2 separate regions of the Drosophila melanogaster genome follow, and region 2 is linked to region 1. The links are chromatin contacts, called in public Hi-C maps. All regions are on one chromosome and are shown on one strand. The core of a region is the stretch at or near the end of the contact, and the rest is flanking DNA. Distances in the headings are between cores, read along the strand shown. Region 1 holds the start of lncRNA:CR44478 (long non-coding RNA:CR44478). Region 2 holds the start of lncRNA:CR44977 (long non-coding RNA:CR44977).

Evidence for each region. A called contact is a pair of places that touch in the nucleus more often than the background predicts.
Region 2: a contact with region 1 is called in a Hi-C map of the Kc167 cell line, with 2.8 times the contacts expected there. The contact joins the promoter of lncRNA:CR44977 here to the promoter of lncRNA:CR44478 in region 1. A contact is called at or near these places in 5 of 107 Hi-C or Micro-C datasets (the Kc167 cell line, the S2 cell line, cellular blastoderm embryo and 1 more).

What each region holds. Positions count from the first base shown.
Region 1 is chr2L:18,143,172-18,146,890 of dm6, forward strand. It overlaps lncRNA:CR44478 (long non-coding RNA:CR44478), which reads left to right and starts at 1,927. Exons shown (of 1, transcript NR_124351.1): 1 at 1,927-2,328. All of the region lies in intron 1 of Socs36E (Suppressor of cytokine signaling at 36E), which reads right to left.
Region 2 is chr2L:19,157,641-19,161,359 of dm6, forward strand. It overlaps lncRNA:CR44977 (long non-coding RNA:CR44977), which reads right to left and starts at 1,659. Exons shown (of 2, transcript NR_124379.1): 1 at 1,107-1,659; 2 at 228-1,025. All of the region lies in intron 2 of brat (brain tumor), which reads left to right.

The DNA of each region.
Region 1 (3,719 bases), core at 677-3,176:
TCCCACGCATCAGTTAGTGCTCCCCCAAAGAGCAAGTACACTCGAACATTTGTTCACCAAATCGTTATGGGCTCATCCTATTTTTAGAAACCTGCCCATGGAGAGGTGATGAATCAATGTGGAAAGCGAGTGCACACGACGCCGTGCACGTAGTGCCTCCATCCTTGATTCCAATCGCATTTGACTGACTTGCGGGTCAAGCTGCCCTACTTATCTCCATTTGAACGGCGCCCACAAAGTACCTCCTCCATTCATGGAACATTCTATATTATTCACAGCTAAATTCTACATAATTCGTGTGCACGTCATTACGTCTCTCTGGGAACTGGGTGTTCTGGCGGGCAAGTGAAATCGCACTGACAAGTCCTTATCGCACCCGCATCACCAGGATGCGTCATCGAGCTTCCAACTTGAACCATATACGGCATGATGGCCAAGGTACACGTACAAAGCATTGGTTAGACTATGTACTGACTCATCTGTTAGTGGTAGGAATTCTTGGTAGTTACCCGGAGTCGGAAACACGGCGATGAGTATGAGTATGTCACCGCTGTTTCTTTTTTTGCTGCAGGTGGCTTTTCCCTCAATGGCGAAATAATTGGATCACCGATTGGCCAATAAGGCCCTCTGATTGATCGATAATGAACTGTCATGGTTGTGAGGTAATAATGAATCCAGTAACTTCCTGGGTTTTTACACTGAGTACATTTAATCAGTATATAGATACTTTTGATAGATACCTTAACAACTGGCTTGAACTTATGTTTAGATTCTTTGAATTCAAATGCTACATACATAGTACAGGCGGTTTAGGAATCCATATTTTAATGACCCAGAAGAAGATAATATTCTGCGCAACAATCAATTGCGAATTCAGGGAAATGCGAGATTGCCTTAATTAGAAATCGGACATATTTTATTATTCCAAGTTCCCCTTATCTGTTCGATATTTAAAGGCTGCCAAGCACGCACTCGCCCATAAAATACGCCTTATTTTGACCATAAACTCAGTATTCGCGCTAACGATTAAGATTGCGATGTTTATGTGAACTTAGTCAAGATTGTTTATGGCGGCGATGAATTGAAAATTACCAAAAACAAGGCCGCAAAATGTAATCAACGAGTATGTGTGTACGTATGTACGTACACTACGGCCAGGACTTGGGCGGAAACAATGATTATCAATTCCGGGAATCCTGCGGCAATTGTAGTGGGGAGTTTGGCAGAATTCCCTCGCCCATATAATACGACTTGATTTGGGTGGGCCGCAAATGGGGAAATTCGCTGGAACAATGATTGCAGACGAGCGTCTATCACTTCAAACTTATCGAACGTTGTTCGACCTTAGCGACTGATATCAACCCTGAACGATTTCCGTGGAATTCCCTTGTGTTAATCACCTAACGAGTCGCCTGTGAGTATCCATATGTATGTATGTGCATACATTTGTACGTACAGTCGCGTCATATGTTTGCGCCTAATCAAACACAGAAATGGGAAACCTTGTTGAACAATTCAAGCAATTAACAGTGCATATATTCTCACCACTTTTCCCAAAAATGGAAGGGAAAATATTCAAGTTGCTTCCCGGAAATGCGACCCGCAAGCGGTAAACAGTCAAAAATTGCAGCTTTTTAACGAGAATCGAGAAATTATAAATTAAGTGTTTTAGCCGGAAAACGATATGTATGAGTGCGGCCGCCACTGGCGTCGAAATTATAGGGTGTTCGATGGATCATAATGGCCCCAGCGATTCGATTTGTATGCACCGTTGGCCGCCTAACGGTAATTTGCACACTTATAGATACATAGATACTTTTTTTCTTCTCACTTTTCATGCACGACTCCATGCCGCACGTGCCACAGGCAATTTATCGCATTCAAATCGTACGATTGGATCAGGTGAGTGAGTGAGTGAGTAATCAATACATTCTGTCTAACGTTTGACACGATCGTTCGCATTAACCGCAGATAATTATTATCATTTTTCCCCCGATCGAAAGACTCAGCGACTCCGTCAACTTTTGCTGTTTGCTGTGTATTTACGACTATGATGAAATACAAAAAGAGTGACTTGAACTCAAGATTCAACTTCAGATTCCAAGAGACCCGCATGAGACGGCAGCCAGCTAACAAAATTTTTCAATGGAAATACAAAACTGAAACGGCAGATACTGAGATACTGAACTCGGGTCAGGCAAGAGGGACTGGATCCGCATGGACGACTACACTGAGAAAATTCCATATATTATATCAATAAGAAAGGATAAACGTGAACAAACAAACCCTAAATTTACTTCTGTCAAGTTAATAAAAATGGAATAAGATAAGCATGGCTTTAATGTGATATCCTAATACCCAAAACGAAGGCTTTTCGCTCAGTGCACCTCGAGGGTATCCGTAGGTAGGACAAGGCGTTCCATGAGTCACCCAGACAATGAGTAGCAGCAGGCTGTCCTAGGGACCGAATCCCGAGTAAACTACACACAGCCCCGTGCATTTCTGCCTACCGAGTATTTGGAGGGCTCGTCGAGCTGAACTTTCCCTCTTTACCTTTTTACTTTTGTTTTTCTTTCACTCCGCCGCTGCTGCTGCCGCTGCGCGCCAGTTGCCAGTTGCCACGCGGAGCCAACCGGCGGTGGCAGCTGAAGTTTTTCTGCGCCGCTGCAGACAATGCGAAATTTCGTCAGAAATCCAAATGCGGATAATGATCTAATACATAACTTGTTCGGGGTAAAAATGTTGATAAATGTTGCCGGCCAGAGACGGATGGCGATGGGCGAAAGAAAGCCAACAACGCGCAGTGGTTTGAATGGCTAATAAGGGACTGCTAATGAACGGGGGATTCACTGCCCAGAAATGTAGGAGAAAACTTGCAGAACTCAAGAGGAGATACATACATATGAATGTATTCAAATGTGAAGCAGAAAAGTGAATTTTATTTGCATTTATAACAGATTTGTAGGCAAAACGTTGTGTCTAAAAATAGTCAAAGACAATATATAAATACGAAACAAGATTTGCGTAAACCGAATGAATGGATTAATGACAAATTTAGATTAATTTAAAATTGTGAAGCCCGCTCATTCGGACAACTTGAAATAATGTAGGGGTATCATAGGTCTACAACTCAAGAAGTGAATATTCAAATAAACAGCGAAAAAAGGTTGGGTAGCAATTATGAACTTGTACAAGAATTGCCAATTTGTACTGGGATTTTTTCCATGTGCAAAAGTGCAAACAATTCAAATCCAATCTTATTATCTGTAAGTGAATAATTTTCGTACATGGGCCGCGCCCCTTCGTCAAGGCCCGTTATTAAAAAACCATTTGTAGCCCGGCACTCGAAATGAGTTTTTGTAACCTTCTCAGCTAACTTGGCCAACAACATTTGAGCCATGGCTTAGCTGGCTGTCCCACTGTTGGTATTATGTATTACGCAGAAATTGTCACAACAAAGCAGCAAAAGCAACAGCAACACGAATTGCGGTCAACGGGGCGTATGGGGAACGCACTGTGGGCTAGTGCAAAAAGCGAGTTGGGAACAGGAGTCAAGCAAGCAGCTGAATACTCTACGGAATGATTAACTTCCAGATTTCAGTTTTTCATTTAAATGGGAGCAATATTATAGGTGTAATTCTTATGTTTCTAGTAAAGCTATAAAATGTAAAATCAGAATCTATTTATTGCAGTAGTAGTAGCACTAATCGCGCATGCTA
Region 2 (3,719 bases), core at 409-2,908, 1.0 Mb after region 1:
TAAACAATGGTTTCGTCTAGCTGAAACTAGCTTCCTTTCTGATTTTTAATTATACAAATTCCAAAATTCATTGGAAAACAAAATGTTCCGAAACTCAAAAGAATGAAAATTTTGGAAGCCCATATTAAAAAAAAAAACGAGACCTGTAATCATTTCCAGTTCTGGTTCCCATTCAATTGATGACACTTGTGCGAAATCAGAGTTTATGCGAATACAAATAATCGTTTATTGCGAAACAAACCCGAAAATAAACGCGGATGATAATCTTTTGACTCACTGCACTGGTTCTATGCATGGGGCTTAGCCCCCAAAAAATGGCTAGATAGTACAAGTTACCCCACGACCAGTGGCGCGGTTTCCACTGCTTCCGCTCTTTGTAGCCCTTTTTCGGGCTCTTCTGCTGCGCTTCGTTCTTCGTTCGTGCTTCTTCTTCTCCGACTTCATCGCCGCCGTCTCCTTTGCCGCTCTCTTTGTAAGTGCAGCTCACTCCCACTCGCATATGTACATACAGAGCCCGGAATACTTGGAGTGCACTGCTCCCTCGCGCAATTTATGTTCTGTTCGAGTACATATGCCGCATACATATGTACGTGTGCGAGTGTAGGAGGTTGTCAGAGGTCAGTCTCATCGCCGCATGTATGTAGGTATGTACATGCATACAAACACCCGTTCCAATTGCCAATCCATTCCCCGTGGCGTTCTGCAGAAACTAGATTTCCCGCTCTCTCTCGGTCCCGTTCGCTGGTTCTTTGTCTCTCTCGCTCTCCCGCTGGCTAAAACTGGTTGAGTGAGTTTTTTCGGCTGGCCGCTTTTGTCGGCTTGGTTCGTTCGTTCCGTTCCCGTTCGTTTCCGTTCCTCGTTCCGCGTCTTGTAAAATTCTTCTTCGCCATGCTGGTTCATTCTCATTCAGTTCTTAACACTCGCCGGATAAACAACAGTTTGGCGCTTGTTCGCGTTCACTTCCCGTCGCGTTCAGAGAGAATACACTACTACTGCTGCTGCTAGTGTGTGTGCGTGCGTGTGAACTGTGCGAAAAGAAGCAATATAAAGTATTAATACTAGTGGAATATTAAGTAAATCTAAGTGCAACAGAAACATACACATACCTAGCCTATGTACGTATGCTACAAGATATACATATCTGCAGCAAATAAATGTTAACTCAGTATACAAGCGAACAAAAGCACCAGAAACAAATTGTTTAGTTTTGCTGCTCATTCTTCTTCTTCCACCGATGCCGTAGAGTTCATCAACTTGTTTAGAATCGCGTACGTGACTGTATGTATGCCTGTGTGAGTGAGTGACAGTGTGTTGGTGCTGCCTTTTTCCTGCTGCGCTTCCTCTTGCTCGTGCATCTATCTCTTTCTGGCGGCGCATCACTTGCATTGTTGCTGTTGCTGTTTGTTGCAATGCAACAAAACATTTTATTCTTGCCTTTTCCCCCTCCTGGTCTTCGCCTCCTTTGGCGTTTGTTTATGAGCGTGTTTGTGTATGTGTGTTTGTTCTTTTCGACGTCCGCGCGCATTGTTGTTATTTGCTTGCATTAACTTCTACGTTTCTACGCTTTTGTTATTATTATCTCATTTCTTATTTAGCTCTGCGCCACAGTCTGCTCTCCACAGTCACGGCCAGCAGTTGGTGTAAAAGTGTAATGTTGATGCTCGCCAAAGACATAAATAAAATAAGAGTGAAAAATGTAGAAAATCTAAGATATTTTTTCAGTTTGTGCAATACTACAAATTCGCTTGTACATATCCCCTCGACCTTAACTTTGCTTTCATATTCTCTTTCTGCGGAATACTATTCTGTATATTCCCCTGGTCAATAACCACTGTATTTGCAAGAGCAAACAATAATCTGATAATGATGAAATGGTTTATCAACCTCTGAAGCCTAGAGGTGTGCACACTTCCTTCAACTCCAATGCGCGACGACCTTCCCCCGGCCAAAAAGTCCGAAAGTCGAGCCTATTTATCGCGACACAACTGTTCAAACAATTCCCCAACAACATTCGATTCGCGTCGGCAGCGACTGTGTTCATGGGTATTGTTGTGGATATCGTTATTGTTATTGCATTTGTTGTTGCTGTTGCCGCTGCGATGCGGAAGAATAAAACACGAGTTTGTTTTCTTGTTTCTGTGTGTATTTTAAACCAAAATTATTACGGCAATGTTCTTTAAACTTAATCACTGTAGACTGACAGACTGATCGACGTGCAAACCACGCTTGGGGCTTCTCATTAATATACGAACTGCCGGTTCGAGTGAGTTAGTGAGTGCCTGTTTTATTTACGCCGAAAGCAAAAACACAAGAGGCGAAAACAAAACCGAAACCAAAATCTAAAAACGTGTTTCAAATTTGTTCCTATCTGTGTTGTGTCTCTGGGTCCAGTATTTGGGGTTTGGCGTACAAGCATGTGGATATGGATACGAGCAGAACGGAAAGACGAAACATAACATATCGAATGCTATTTACTCCATGTGTCTTGTTTCACGCTCGATTTGCGTCGCCAGCAGAGCTAAGAAATAAAAAACTACGCTTACTGATTAAAAAAGCTGTCGCCGGGCTTTATATTTTGCGTCGAACTGATTGTGTGCAGTGATTACTCGGAAGCGGGAATTAGAAAGGACCCCGGCCAGATATTTATTTGATTAAAAAATGCAAAAGCATGCTGCTAGCAACAGAAAAGAAGATTGTTTAAATTAATCATAAAATTGCACTAGTTTTTGCACTAGTTTACACTTTATACTTTATCGTAAACACCAGCTCGGGCAACCTTTTTGAAAACTCGAGAATTTACTGTTTATAAATAGGTACAACTGTACCCTAAACAAACAGAAGGGTTGAACAATTATAATTTTATGTTTTTTTCCTTGTTTTTCTAGCTCGTTACTGTATTGTTTGGAGCAGTCGAAAGTAATCTTCTTGGGTTTACCTAAAGACTTACAAGTCTGATCTAATTCACTTTTATTCGCATTCGCCCAGTGATCACTGTAGATTACCAGCTGCTTTGAAGATTTTCTGATTTACAATTCAGATACAATTGACAACGATCCTTCTTTTATCAACAGCGATTTGGGCCATCTCCAATCGATTCGCCATCGCAACCCGAACGCCTTGTGTAAATGCGTTTCCTGTGCTGTTTTGTTACTTTCTGAGATTTTCTAGAACTCGGTCGGGGTCGTTCTTCTTCCCTCTTCTGTCCCCGCCAATCTTTGTCGTACCAATTTCGTTGTGTTTTGCTCTGCTTTGTTTTGGGTTCATGTGCGAGTTTTCATTATCAGAGAGCGTTGCTTACCACCACGTAATAGATAACGCAGGCAACCCGAAGTTGGTACATCTCTAATTGAAAATGTTAAAGTAGATAGCAAATATTTATCGAAAGTTAACACGAAAATGAGGCGTACAGAGAACACGTTCCAATTGATTAGATGATGTTGCACCACAAGACGATGGCATGTGCATCTGCGTTTAAACTTCCTTTATGAGGTGAAATATTTAGGGCCTATTTAAGCTTGTAGATACTTTTAGTTAATTTGATCTTTTGCACACTTGGAAATACAGTTTGCTCTCACATCTAACCTTGGAAAAAAACAAAGGAAGTGAGTTTGCTCTCGACTATTTTGAAGTAAAGAGTGCGCGAATCTACATAGAAAGTCCTTATATGGTATTTCGTTTTACTTGACCAAAATTCTGAATGGAATGGAATATTCCCAGCC